2 separate regions of the Ovis canadensis genome follow, and region 1 is linked to region 2. A link is a contact called in public Hi-C data. All regions are on one chromosome and are shown on one strand. The core of a region is the stretch at or near the end of the contact, and the rest is flanking DNA. Distances in the headings are between cores, read along the strand shown. Region 1 holds the start of RNF7 (ring finger protein 7). Region 2 overlaps TFDP2 (transcription factor Dp-2).

What was found. Hi-C and Micro-C count contacts between places; a contact is called where the count stands out from the background.
Region 1: a Hi-C map of fibroblasts shows a contact between it and region 2, with 4 times the contacts expected there. The contact joins the promoter of RNF7 here to the enhancer-like site in region 2. A contact is called at or near these places in 2 of 2 Hi-C or Micro-C datasets (fibroblasts and lung).

The regions. Positions count from the first base shown.
Region 1 is chr1:250,293,957-250,301,030 of ARS-UI_OviCan_v2, forward strand. It overlaps RNF7 (ring finger protein 7), which reads right to left and starts at 3,946. Exons shown (of 3, transcript XM_069564083.1): 1 at 3,617-3,946; 2 at 137-184. The coding sequence starts at 3,791.
Region 2 is chr1:250,059,356-250,066,396 of ARS-UI_OviCan_v2, forward strand. The region is part of intron 7 of TFDP2 (transcription factor Dp-2); the gene reads left to right. Among named protein-coding and RNA genes, the nearest start is that of ATP1B3, 92 kb to the right of the region's middle. Within about 2 kb of position 1,321, the one cell type or tissue checked has open chromatin away from gene starts, as enhancers often do. A contact at or near this core is called in fibroblasts, where this site is marked.

The DNA of each region.
Region 1 (7,074 bases), core at 2,696-5,195, 240 kb after region 2:
TTTATATTAATAATGAATCGCTGCTTTACAGTTTATTTTTGTGTATTGATAAAGCCAATCTTAACTGCAAATTCAAACATCCCCACTGAGAGAAAACCTTCAGTTGAAAAACCAGGAGAACAAAATTACAACATACCAACACAATCCTCTTGTTTGTTTTCAGCTTGACATCTAAGACAGGCATCTAAAAGTAAACAAATAGCGATTCTCATTCTGATGCTCAGAATGCAATTTTTAAAACCCCATACACTTCAAAGTCAAATAAAGGGCCCAAAGGGTTAGAGATGTAGATTAGAAGGCTCATACTATTAATTTCTCATCTGAACATAACTGCTTAAAGATGAATAAAGTACAAGGCACTCTACTAATTTACTTATGACCAGGAGCAATTTCACAAGGGTTACTGACCCTCTATTTTCACAAGTGCTGATTAAAACATGTCCTGACAGTGGTTACAACCACTAGAGAAAAATATGCTATATTTCACTATATTACTCCCTGGGCACATGCACACAGATCAATTTTATGAACAGTGTATTTTCAAGACATCCTTTAAAATAAGCCACAAATATATATTGGTATTTGCTTACATATATTTAGAAACTCTAGAAGGATAGTCAAGAAACTAATAATAAATTTCACCTGGGAGGAGATGGAATGGGAAGGGGTTTTCACTGCACACTTTCTCAAGTTTTTAAGTTGTGACTGTATAACCTACATAAAAATTAAATTTAAAAAAACCCTAAATATTAGGTTCTCTTATTTTTTCTTTTTAAGGAAATGCTCCCTTTACAAATAATCTGAGCCCAAAGCATTTACCCAACAACGGTAAAGTATTTTAATAAATTACCTGGGAGTAAACATGAGGAATGGGAACCAAAAGGATATACTAGAACTTTTCAAAATTCAGTCTGTACTACCATTTGCTTGAAGAACGTAATATAGAATATTTTAGGAACCAAAGAAATGGACTCATTCACTAGCTGAAAGCAGTCAAAGTTGGGTGAAAGGAAGTTCAAACTAACAGAAAAAAAAAAAAAAGATTTTAATATAAATTAGAGAAAAATTCTATAAAAATAGAAACAGGATAGAGTTGAAGCCTACTTCTTTTCTTACACTGGATTATGCTCAGGCATTTGTTTGCTCCTCTCTGCATGCTCTTACCCTTAAAAAAAACACACTACCCTGGCCTCTTCAGTGTGGATTAAAAACCACCACTGCCTCCTGAGGCTTTCTTCAATTTCACAGTTACTGAGTACCTACCCTGTGCAAAGAGTAATGCCTGGGGGCCACCAAAATGACCAAGTCTGGGTCCCTGGTCTCACCAGTAAATGGGAAAGTGGATAGGTAAACAGTTAAATATCGCAAGGATCATGATATAAGGGGGAAGACATGCCTCTGGTTCTGTGCAGTCACAGAAAGTTCAGGATCCCAACTGTCTCTTTTACAAGTTAGGAAAACAAGGCTCCAGAAGGTTATGTCAAACGTCCAAGTTAACAGATAGCTGTGGAAGGTTACTCTGGCTCTTTATCCCTTGACAATACAAGCAAACCTCGTCCCCTCTTCCTCACCGGTGCTTGCTAGCAGCTCCTTTCCCAATAAAGTCGGCAGAGTGGAAACCAAGGAAGAGTGTCTTAACCACATTAGAATGGGCTGACTGGCAATTCTTAGATCAAGAAGTTATAACAAATCATTTAGGTGTATGAGATGAATTCAAATATCAAGGACACAGGATTAAGTGGGCTTTTTATAGAATCTGGAAGTCTCTGAATCATGCCTACGGCTTTTATTTAGATTCACTATCAACAACTGATCTGAACAGATAAAAATTCCTAAAGTTTCATATAAAAGAAAACATTTTCTTTTGATGATGTTCTTAATATCTAAAACAGCGCATTTCTAAGGAGTACAGTAACACCTTTTAGAATGATGCCAGAAAACACACTTCCTTCTGCCGTCACCTGACCACCAAATAGATTTTAACACCTCATAAACACAATACAGAGGTCTAGCCCAGAATACTTTTCTGAACCCAAAGTACAGCTGTTGTAAATATGAAACATTAATCCACAGTAGCAAATACTTGTTATAATTAGAAAGTTAATGTGAGAAGTGAGTCATTTATAGCCCATACTTTGACTTACCTTAAATATCCCAGTAAAGTTTATTTCTTGCAAACTTTCAACCGTTATTTTATATTTTGCATTTCTACCTACTAATTTAAAATTTTTCTTTGGGGAGAAAAATAAGATGCTCTTTTAGGAAAATTATTTTAAACTAAAAAAGAAAAAAAATCCCACAAACTGGAAGTTATGATTCTAGCTTTCAAGAAAGGGTTAGGGCAAGGGGGCTGTATTGCAGGCCCATAAACTAAGTACCTAAAAACCCGATACACAAAATAAGTCGATCACATCTGAAATCTAGTTCTTTTAAAAAGTAAAAAAATATTTGAATCCCATAGTTGCAAATTCTCTTTAAAACAAATTCCTACGAATAAAAAACATAAGTGCATACTACAGAGAGAGTAAATTGAGAAATCTCTTGTTTCTGGTAGGTCTAAATTTTCAATGCTCAAGAAGGGAAAGCATCTTTTAAGTTATTTTCTCCAACTGTCTCATTTTTCAGTGCAAGACACAAAGTTTTCAAACTACAGAAGCCTCAGTTTTCTCCAATTACCTTCAAGAAATGACATTTAAGACACTCTTAAATGCTGTAGTTTTAAATGCCCTATTTAAAAATATAACGTGCATTTAAACAGCAACTCTTTTTTAAGGTCGTCTAAGATCTTAAAACAGAGACCATATAAAACACAACGAGATGAAGCTGTTCTGAAAGGCTTCACTTGGTCCAATATTTTCATTAAAAATATCATAGAAAGAAGTAACAAGTTTGCAAAAGAGGGCTTTCCAGAAAGGCCAGACTTGAGGGCACTACCCTTCTCCAAGAAATTGCATGCTAGGATGGGGAGTGGCCAGTAAAGAGATGACGCTTCATGTCTCTGAATAAAAGGGTTTACATTCTTCTAGTTCAAGCCAACCGAGTGCGATCTGACCAATCTTGAATCATCCAGGTTTAAAAGCCAGCAGAACAGTAGCCAATCTAGAAAGGGGACGGCTAGGAACACTCTTCTTCCCTGCGCCTCTCCAGAGCACGACTAGCGGCCGTTTGGGGGGAAAATGACTCCAGAGCATCACTTTGGTGTGTGACCAGAACCATCCGACTGACCCGCTGACTCAGGGCCTTGACCTTGACCTCTGTGTGGTTTGCTTTCGGAAAAGGGTGCGGTCGCTGGCCACACAAACCGAAGTGGTTCCTCCCAGCTCCCGTCAAATCACCTACTTTTATTGTCGTGATCACACCGATCACTACTGGAAATGACCTTGTTTAACTGTCCTGCCTGCTACCCCCCTATTCCCCCAGAATACCCGTCCCCGGCACAAGTCGCCTGCTGAACGACCAGCTCGGGCGTGGCCCGCGGTCTCCTGGGGCCGGGGCAGGGCGATCCCGCCCCTACTCCTCCCGGAACGGTCTCTCCAAGGCTTGGTCTTTCCCCCCACGCCCGAAGCCGGGCCTGCGGAGGCCGCAGCACAGCCGGGGCCTCGCCTGCTGCGCTTACCCATCACCTGGACCCTGCAGATGGCGCACGTATCGCACTCCACGTCCCAGCTCCACATGGCCACCGCGTTCCACTTCTTGAGAGAGAACATTTTGTCACCGCCCGACTTGGATCCTGCGCTCCCCGAGTGAGAGGACAGGGCACAGGGTTCCTCACCGTCTTCCACGTCGGCCATAGCGGCGGCGCGGAGCCGGCGACGGAGACGTTGGGTCGTGGGAGGCGGGCGGCTATGGCGGCTCAGTGGGGCCGTCCGACGGGCCACAGCGCCGCCCGCAGGCCACGGGCCGCCGCGGGGGTCTAGGACCGTGGGGCGCCCGTGATTGGCTGGCGCGGCCCAGTGACGTCACCGTACGCCGGCACCAGCGGCTTCCCGGTGTCCTAGTTCCCGGTACTCCCGTCCCCAACGCCCGGCCAGCTCAGCGGGGTGAGGGACCCCGGGCCGACACTGCGCGGGGGAGACACGTGTCCTGTTTTATGTCTTCATGACACCGCTTTTAGACGTTGTCTTGTTGATATATTCGTCCTTCTCAAATGTAAACGCCCTGGGTGGAGCGGGGACTATTTCTTTTTTCTTTTTGGGTGGGGGGACTATTTCTTGATCATCTCCTTCGTTAAGAAATGCTGTCTCGGGAGGGACAGTTATATGTTGAGTGAATGAATGACGAGCTAGGAATCTGGTTCAACAGTTCTCAAATATTTTGGTCTTGTGACCCCTTTACACTTAAAAATTACTTAAGGACATTTAAGAACTTTTGTTTGTGTAAGATGGATGTGTACATATACACGCTTATACATATGTATTTCCTTTTTAAGAAAACGGGGGAAATGTGAATATATTAATTCACTTCAAAACAGTAAGAAATCCATTACAAGTTATCCTTAGAATACCAATATTGTACACTCACAAGAGAGAATGAAGAGAAATAGCTATGAGTGCTGTGCTGTGCTTCGTCGCTCAGTCGTGTCCGACTGTGCAGATCCCATGGACTGTATGTAGCCCGCCAGGCTTCTCTGTCCATAGGATTTTCCAGGCAAGAATACTGGAGTGGGTAGCCATTCCCTTCCCCAGGGGATCTTCCCAACCCAGGAATTCAACCGGGGTCTCCTGCATTACAGGCGGATTGTTTACCAGCTGAGCTACCTGGGAAGCTCAGAGCTATGAATACTGTTATGTAAATATGTAAATAGTTTTGACCTTGTTGGTCCCCTGAAAGACTTCCAGGAACCCTGGAGACCACACTCTAAGAAACTTAAATCTAGTTTAACTTTTTATGTGTAGGAATACTGAAGTCCCCAAAAGTAATTTATAGTAATTCTGCTATATTTATAAAAGTAATTTATAGTAATTCAGAAAAGTAATTCTGCTATTCTGAGAAGGTGACAGTGGAAACTAAGGTTCTTCTGTTACTAGCCCAGGGTCATGTTATGTTTTCCCAAGCAAAGCAGATAACATCTTCTTTTAAAAGATACCGAAGCTGAGGCACGGAGACGGGAAGATGCTTGGTCACACTACCACCTAGTGGTGGCCACCTGCTGTGTCAGGATTAGGACTCAGAGCTTCGCACCTCTTTTTATTTTAATGATGAGGGTCTCATCATTCCCTCATCTCCTGGTGTCAGGCCTGGTGCCCCTGGGTCTAGGCTAACCAAACTTCAGAACTCTGGCAGAGGAGTCAAGGAGGCATTAAATGTGTAACGATACAAATATGGACACAGGGTCACATTTGGCCACATGTGCTGTTTGTTGGGTGGTGCATTAAGTGCTGTCAGAGACAGAAACCTTCCTCAAGACAGATGGAGTGAGGGAGTGAAGGAAAGCCTCATAGAAGAGGTTAAGTTTGAACTCGGCGGGAGATGGGAGGCCTTGGAGGCCAGGAAGTAAATGGAGAAAGCAAATGGACAGAGCAGTAGTGGTGGTAGCAGATATAAATCTCACCACAGTAACTTCATGAGCCAGACAAAAATGTCTGTAAACAAACCCAGATGAACCATCCAGAACATGTTTCATTCACATTAAGCTATCACATATCTGACTATCAGTTCAGTTCAGTCGCTCAGTCGTGTCCGACTCTTTGAGACCCCATGAATCACAGCACGCCAGGCCTCCCTGTCCATCACCAACTCCTGGAGTTCACTCAGATTCACATCCATTGAGTCAGTGATTCCATCCAGCCATCTCATCCTCTGTCGTCCCCTTCTCCTCCTGCCCCCAATCCCTCCCAGCATCAAAGTCTTTTCCAATGAGTCAACTCTTTGCATGAGGTGGCCAAAGTACTGGAGTTTCAGCTTTAGCATCAGTCCTTCCAAAGAACACCCAGGGCTGATCTCCTTTAGGATGGACTGGTTGGATCTCCTTGCAGTCCAAGGGACTCTCAAGAGTCTTCTCCAACACCACAGTTCAAAAGCATCAATTCTTCAGCGCTCAGCCTTCTTCACAGTCCAACTCTTGCCGGGGTCCAGCCCCGGTGGATCCAGGGTAATTCGAAGGTGGGGATGGAATCGGCGTCCTGGAAAAAAACTTAATTACAGATATAGAGGGAGATTAGAAACAGTGTAGTAGGAGAATTAGTGGAGAAAAGAGGCTGAATAACTGGTTTACATGAACTACCAATCACCACCTACGTAGGCCACAGGCGTCTTTCCATTCTCCCAGAGGAGAGGAGGCACTCAGGCCTCCCCGGTCCGATCTCAGAAGCCCAGGCAGAATTAGCAGACTTGGTGAGTACCCACATTTCAGATGGGAATTCAGCCAGGAAAACGGGGAGCAAGAAAGAAACGACACGGGGGAATCAGTCTTTCCAGAAACTGATCCGATTTCTTTATTTTTCAGGTTTGTTTATATACCTTTTTGTTATACATAGGGATGAATACAGAGTCACGCGGGGGTCAGCAGATCTGACCCTTGTCACAATCAGGTGCTTCATATAAATTTATACAAAGGTCTTATGAGTTTCATCATCTTCTAGCCATGAGGTCTGCTGACATTTTATGGCCCTTTCTGATACCGGTCAGTTAACCAGAAAACTTATTTTTCCAGGGGTGATTTTTTCTTAAATCGCCACCCTCCAAATAAAGTTGCATTCCTATAGGGTGAGGGTGTAGTGAGTTACAATCAAGAAAGGAATTTACTTAACCTAAGGTTTAAGATGATTAATCTTAAAGGTTAATACTTATTTCTCCTATATGCTAGTTATATTCATTATAAGGGCAGGAATATGGAGATTTAGCAGCAAATATTGGCTCAACAAATGTAAACCCTTCACCAATGTTCCCCTTAAGATCTATTTTGTCTTAAGATAGTGATAAAGTTACATTTTTGCATAGCAAGGACACAATGATTTATAACAAAGTACAGTGGTCTATAATAAAAGAGAGAATTCATTAACTCAAAAATCTAGTATTGCTAACCTTAAAAACTACTATACTTCCTTTTCTATATTCCAAATACATTGATTAATA
Region 2 (7,041 bases), core at 71-2,570:
AAACTGGCCCACTTGAAAAATTTAGATAGGGAGCTTCTAGTTTGAGATGATGGATTGAATAGTCATTTTTAATCTCCAACTCATAAGATTCTGTTGAAATATTTTGTGTATTTAAAAAAAAAAAAAGGAAATCTCATAAATGCCATAAAACATGATAGAGGTGTAGGGTTCTCCAGGATTAGGAGATGAAGGCTGGTGTGATTATAAAGATGACAAGTGAAAGTGGACAAACCCATGTCCCAAAATACGCATGGGAAAAGTCAGATTGGGAGACAGAAGCTATTTTCACTTGCACTGACTTGGTGAGGTCCCAGGCCCAGAGTTGAGAGGCATAAAAAGTGAGAATGAATTGGTGGGGGAAGGACCGAGGATGATGAAATGACACCTATCCAAGGAGCACCTGGGCCAGTGGAACCTGCTCAACCCTCCAGATGGCCAGATGGCCTGTGCCCCGTCTCCACACACAGAAATTACATGTTGTGGCATAGATTATCCTTCCTTCCTTTTCATTGCCTGCCTGCCTTTTTATGTACAATATAACATTGTATGGATATATCGCATTTTTCCTGTATTTGTTCATTAATGATGGACATCTGAGTTGTTTCTCCATTTTAACTTCCCTTATGGCTCAGATGGTAAAAGCATCTGCCTGTAATGCAGGAGACCCGGGTTCAATCCCTGGGTCAGGAAGAGCCCCTGGAGAAGGAAATGGCAACCCACCCCAGTACTCTCAGCTGGAAAATCCCATAGATGGAGGAGCCTGGTAGGCTACAGTCCATGGGGTCGCTAAGAGTTGGACACAACTGAGTGACTTCACTTTCACTTTCTATTTTGGCTGTTATAAATGCTGCTGTAAACACTTGTGAACAAATCAGTTCTCATTTCTCTTGAATATATACCTAGGAATAAAATTACCTATGGCAATTCTTTCTTTAGCTTTTTGAGTAACTGTCAGTTATATTCCCACCAACAAAGGTTATGTCTCCAGCTCCTTACCAACATTTCCTATCCATCTGTTTTTATTTTAGCCATCCTTGTGAATGTGAAGTATATCTCATTTTGGTTTTAATTTGCAGTTCATAGTGGTTGATGATGTTAAGCATTTTTTCAAGTGTTTATTGGCTGTTTGTATATCTTTTTATTTTCCTAGTACAAATATTTTATGAGTAATTTCTGGCAGTTTCTAACCACTGGAGTATATTGCACAATAAACCACATCATATTTTCCAGGAAGAAAAAAAAAACACTAAATATGAATAGTAATGACATCACCTACTGAATTAGGACAGTTAAAATTTGCTTCAAATATTCCTTTGTGGGAAGGGACACCACACTTTCACTCAGTTAAGAGAAATATTTTTAGAGTCTGGAGATCTTTTGTGGGTTTTTGTTTTTTAAAATCATGCCATGAATTCATAGGGAGTGGGTTCTGGCAGCTCCAGCTCTCTCCCATTAGTTCTCAGAAAGTGTGCCTTTCTGGGTGGAGCAGGCTGGTGCATCAGTTGATCCCAAGTACCTTTTTTGACTTTTTTCTTTTTCTCATCACTTTCCTTCACATGTTTCTGGAAGCTCTCTCGGCCATTAGAGTGCTTAATTTGCTCCATGTGCTCAGTCATTCTTTGGGCAAGCGTCTTGCCCTTAACTTGCTGGTTTGTTTACAACAATGGCAACAGCATGCTGGACAGCATGGCGGCCTCTTCCAGTGTCGCTGTGGTGGCGTTTGTGGGGAATTGCTTTGTGAACAGTGCCCATTCCTTTGATGTCTACAAGGTCATATTTCTCGTAGAGTCTCAAGTTTGTGGCCAAAGGAACAACTCCGTGTTTTCTGAAAAGCCTAGAGAACAGAGCAGATGCCTCTCGTCTTTCCTTTTATGTTGGTCATTTCGGCAGATTGCTAGCAAGATGGCATTCCAGCTTAAAGGAAGGCTAAATATCTTCTTTGAAGAACTCTATTGAGATCTTTTGGTTTGTTGGTGGTGCTGGTTTTGTTATTGAGTCATAAGAATTCTTTATGGGTTATAGATACAAGACTGTTGTCGGATATATGGTTTGCAAAAAAGTTCTGATCTCTGGACTGATTTTTCACCTACAGGAAGCACAGAACTTTCAAAATTTGACTGTGTTTATCTTGTTTATATTTTCTCGTGGTACTTATGTTTTTGGTATCATATCTTATTTTAAGAATTGCGAAGTCCCAAGATCATAAAGACTTAACACCAATATTTTTAACAGGTTTATGAGTTTTGTGCTTACATTTAGATCTTTGACCCATTTTGAGTTAATTTTTGTAGCCTGTGACATTTTAAAGTTTATTTGTTTAATATAACTCAAAAGCATATAGAAGATCTGTGAAAATGTAGACATTTTAATAACATTTTTTCAACCATTTGAATTTCTAAAATAAGCCTGGTTTTAAGTTTATTATTTCAAATTATTAGCTAAATTTAAAAAGTACACTCTGTATTATTTTGTTCTTAACCCTCATTTTGTGATGGGGAGTCAAGCATTCCTGAACTATTTTTGTCAAGAAAAGGCACATCTTCTCTGAATGTGGTAGCAGTAATAGTAAGCCAAATGTGACAATGAAAGTAATTTAAAGAATGAAGAACAAGAAAGTTTGTTTTGCTCAGAAGCATAATCCCTTGTATACTGAGTTGGTTTTTTGAAAGTAATTAATTACAAAATGCTGGAAACCTCAGCATATTATTTTATAGATGCATAAAAGCCATCAACCCTTAAACATAAAAGACAATGAAACATAAATTCAAAACCAAAACAACAAAAAACCACTGAGAAAATAGATTAATAAATTCAAAACGTATAAACAAACACTGAGAAAATACATTATTGTGCGTCTATCACCACTATCCATCTCCAGAACTTTTCCACCATCCCCTACTAGAAACCCATACCTATTAAGGAACATCTCTTCACTCTCTCCTCTTGCAGTCTCTGGGAACCATAGTTATACTTTCTGTCTCCATAAATTTGACAGTTCTAGGTAGCTCGTATAAAAGAAATCATATGATATTCATCTGCTGATGGACATTTAGGTTTTCACCATTTGACTATTATGAATGTTGCTGGTATGAGTGTGGGTGTACAAACATCTGTTTGAGTCCCCTACTTGAAATTTCTTTGCATATACACCCTGAAGGGGAATTGCTGGATCATACGGTAATTATATACTTTGTTTTTGTGGAAGCACCATAGTATTTTCTGTAGAGACTGCACCACTTTTACGTTCCCACCAGTGGTGGGTGCATGAAGGGTCCAATTTTTCCATGCCCTCCCAGTGCTTATTGGCTGGGGTTTTCTTTGTTTGTTTTGTTTAAAGTCATCCTAATGTGTGTGAATGATATCTCATTGTGGTTTTGTTCTGCGTTTCCCTAATGATTAGTGATATTGAACATCTTTTCATGTACTTATTGGCCATTTGTATATCTTCTTGGAAGAAATGTCTGCTCAAGTCTTTTGTCCATTTTGAGTTGTTTTTTGTTGTTGTTGTTAAGTTCTTCATCTAGCCTTTAACTTGTAAAATTCTTTTACTGGAGGCATTGTACACTTAACTTTGAAAAAAGTGGTTTACAGGTTTGGTTGTAGGACCAAGTCCCCTATCTGTACTGGAGGTATCAGCTGTCCTTAATTCGGTTGAATTAGATGTAAATGTTGATTGGTTTGGCATGATGATCCACCAGCCTTCCAAAGGTGCGGCTTCATTTCTTGATTCAGCCACTGTTGAGGTGTATCCTTCGGTTGTATTGCTTATGAAACTTCATTTAGTGTGTTAATCTGTAGGTCTATCCACGTTGCTGCAGATGTCATCTTTTCATTCTTTTTTATGTCTGGTTATATTCTGTGAGAGATGATGAGAGCCTGAACTAGGGTCATGGGAAGAGAGAGAAGAATTCAAGAGCTCTTTAAGACAAGACTTAGATTACATTTGATAGAATTTGATTAGATAGAAAGGATTAGGATGACTCTGTTGTTTCTGTTTCAGGCAGTTGGGTGAATGCTATCACTCATCTAGATGAGAACTGCAGTAGGATCAGAAGTTACGTATTGGCATGTTGAGTTCCCCGTTGTATTTTTAATATGTTATTGTGATGTATAAAGACCCCTACCTAGAAAATTTTAAACTTCTCCTCTATTATATCTCAATCTTCTTTTTTCCATATCAAGAATCCTGACTTTTAAGGACATTGAGGATGAAAAGGACGATAGAATTAGTGTATATGGTAATTACTCATTGACTTTATCCCATATTATATGCTTAATAGTCCCAAATAATAATAATAATGTAACCTAATGTGATTGTGCATACTAAGCTGCTTCAGTCGTGTCCAGCTCTTTGCAACGGTATGGACAGTAGCCTGCCAGGCTCCTCTGTCCGTGGATTTCTCCAGGCAAGAATACTGGAGTGGGTTGCCGTGCCCTCCTCCAAGGTATATTCCTGATTCTCAGGGTATCTTCCTGACCAGGGTTCGAACCCTCATTTCTTAAGTTTCCTGCATTGGCAGACAGGTTCTTTACCAGCACCACCTGTGAAGCACTGAAAACATTAAAAATTTTTCTGTATATGTTCTCTCCATTCTTTTCTCATTTTTCTAATAATCATAGGTAATAGTCCTATAGTGTTGAAGCATACACCTATTTATACACTATACTATATGCCTCTTAGCTCTCACTTAATCTTAACGTCTACAGTTAACTGTACATAAATTTCTCACAAGACCTTTATGTCAGTGTTTCTCTAATCATTTTGACTGTCTCAGTCAGTTTTGCTGAATATAAAAATTCTTGGCTCATACTTTGTTGGAGTTTCTTAAATGCCTTAATTTTCTTCTAGTGTAACAGCTTGCTCTTGGAAAATCTGATACTCTTTTTTTTTTTTTTTCTAAATGTCTAAATAATTTTTTTCTTTGAAATCCAGCAATTTTACTAGAATCTTTTGGTCTTTGTCATTCTGGGTTGATATAGTCTCTTTTCTTCTTTTATTTCATAAACATTTTCTTGACTTAGCAGCACTTAGTATTTATTCTCTTCCCTTGCCTTGATTTTCTTCTTCAGAAACTCTTATTGTCCATATATTCTTTGCCTACCTTCTGTGTTTTTCATTTGCTCTTGAATGTCAATTGTGGGAGTCACATGGGCTAGACTGTTGCAACCTCCTCAGTCTTTATTTCAGCCTCCTACACTCAGCTGGTATGGAAGAGGGCAGAACTTCTCATTTCAACTGGTGCTCTCAAATTGGCCTGTTCTTTCTAGCAAATTCTTGTTAGTTCCATTAAATGCCGCTCGATTGAGTATTATTTTTCTACCAACACAGACACTACTGTGTAAGCCTTTGGCCCCAGTTTGTAATCTGGGGTGGGTCGAAGGTACCTTGTCAGTTAGTTTTGTTATAAACGTTGTCAAGGGGCTCAGGCTTTGCTGTTTACTTGCTCTGTTTTTTATGGGGATTTGGAGAGTTTGAGAACTATGCTGCTGTTGCTGTCTTTCCACACTCTCTTAAAACTGGAGATGTGTATGTGTGTGTGTGTTTACAGTCTATATGACTCAGAATTTAAATAAATTGTTAAGTCATTTATAGCCTGTAGATTTTCCCTCTGTATTTTTCTCACTTTTTCCCTTCCAAATTATTAGCTGAAGAAACCACATTATATGTCCTGAATAAAAATTCTAAAGATTTTGCGTATCGCATCTCTTTTTTTAAATTAATTGATTGATTGATTTCTGGCCGCTGCTGGGCTTCAGTAGTTGCAGCAGGTACACAGGGCCAGCCACTCTGAGGCATGTAGGATCGTCCCTTACCAGAGATAGAGCCCATGCCCTGCATTGGCAGGCAGACTCTCAACCCCTGGGCCTCCAGGGGAGTCCCGCAGCATCTCTTTAGTACAGGCTAACATGTTCGTCTGTCTTCAGTGTCTCCTTTAAACTGGAAGGTGGGTCTTGTGTTGTGACCATATTCAGGTTCCATGATAGGCTGTACACTTGAAAAACAAACACCTGAATGGGCCAGGTCAAGGAAAGCAAGTAATACAGGATCAGAAGCACTGAAGTGAGAAACTCCAGTTGCAAAGCTGACATTGCAAAATAGGCAAATCCATCGAAACAGAAAGTAAAACAGTGGTTGCCAAGGGCTTGAGCACAGGCGGGTGGGGAGTGACTGCTTATGGGGACAGAATTTCTTTTTAAGGTGGAGAAATTAGGTTGTGGTGATGGTTGTGTAACTCTTGAACAAAACCACTGAATTTTATACTTGAAAAGATGAAGTTTATGGTGAGTGAATTGTATTTCAATAAAGCCGTTACCTTGAAAAAGAAAGTTAGATTTGAAAAGGAAAGAGAGTATTGCCTAATCGCTGGGGCTGATAAGAACTGGATGCAGGTGCTGATAGGTTTATAAGTGGCCTCTCCCACTGGCTGTAGACCTAGGTATTATTCTACTGTCTACTGAATATACCCATTTGGATATTCTATAGGCATGTCAAACTCAACCTCATCACTGCCCAATAGAATGTAATACAAGCCACATGTGAGTTTTAATTTTCCAGCATTCAGTTTAAAAAGTAAACTGGAATATGTGAGACTGATGTTACATCTTTTATTTAATCTAGTATATCTAAAGGGTAATTAATAGAAAAATTATACCTTCATCTCTCATATAGGTCTTTGAAATTAACAGCATACTTGATTGAGACTTGTCCCATTTCAGGTGTTTGATAGCCACAAGTAGAATATGCCCAGAGTATTAGACAATGCAAGTGAAAAGGTTTAACATGAAATTCATGAATTCGTTCCAAATTCCTCTATCTCAGTAATGACCCCTCCTTTTAAGGATTATTGCCCTGTTTCCCTCTTCCTTACCATCCACAGCAGTCAGTCACTTAGTTCTGCTGATTTTTATCTTTAACATTTTTGCAAATCCATCTCTCCTTATCTAGTCCTACCAGTTGCTCGAATTCCAGGACTCAGCATTGCTTGCTTGGACCATTACAGTAACCTGTCCAATGAGTCTTCCTGTTTCTGCTTCTGCCCT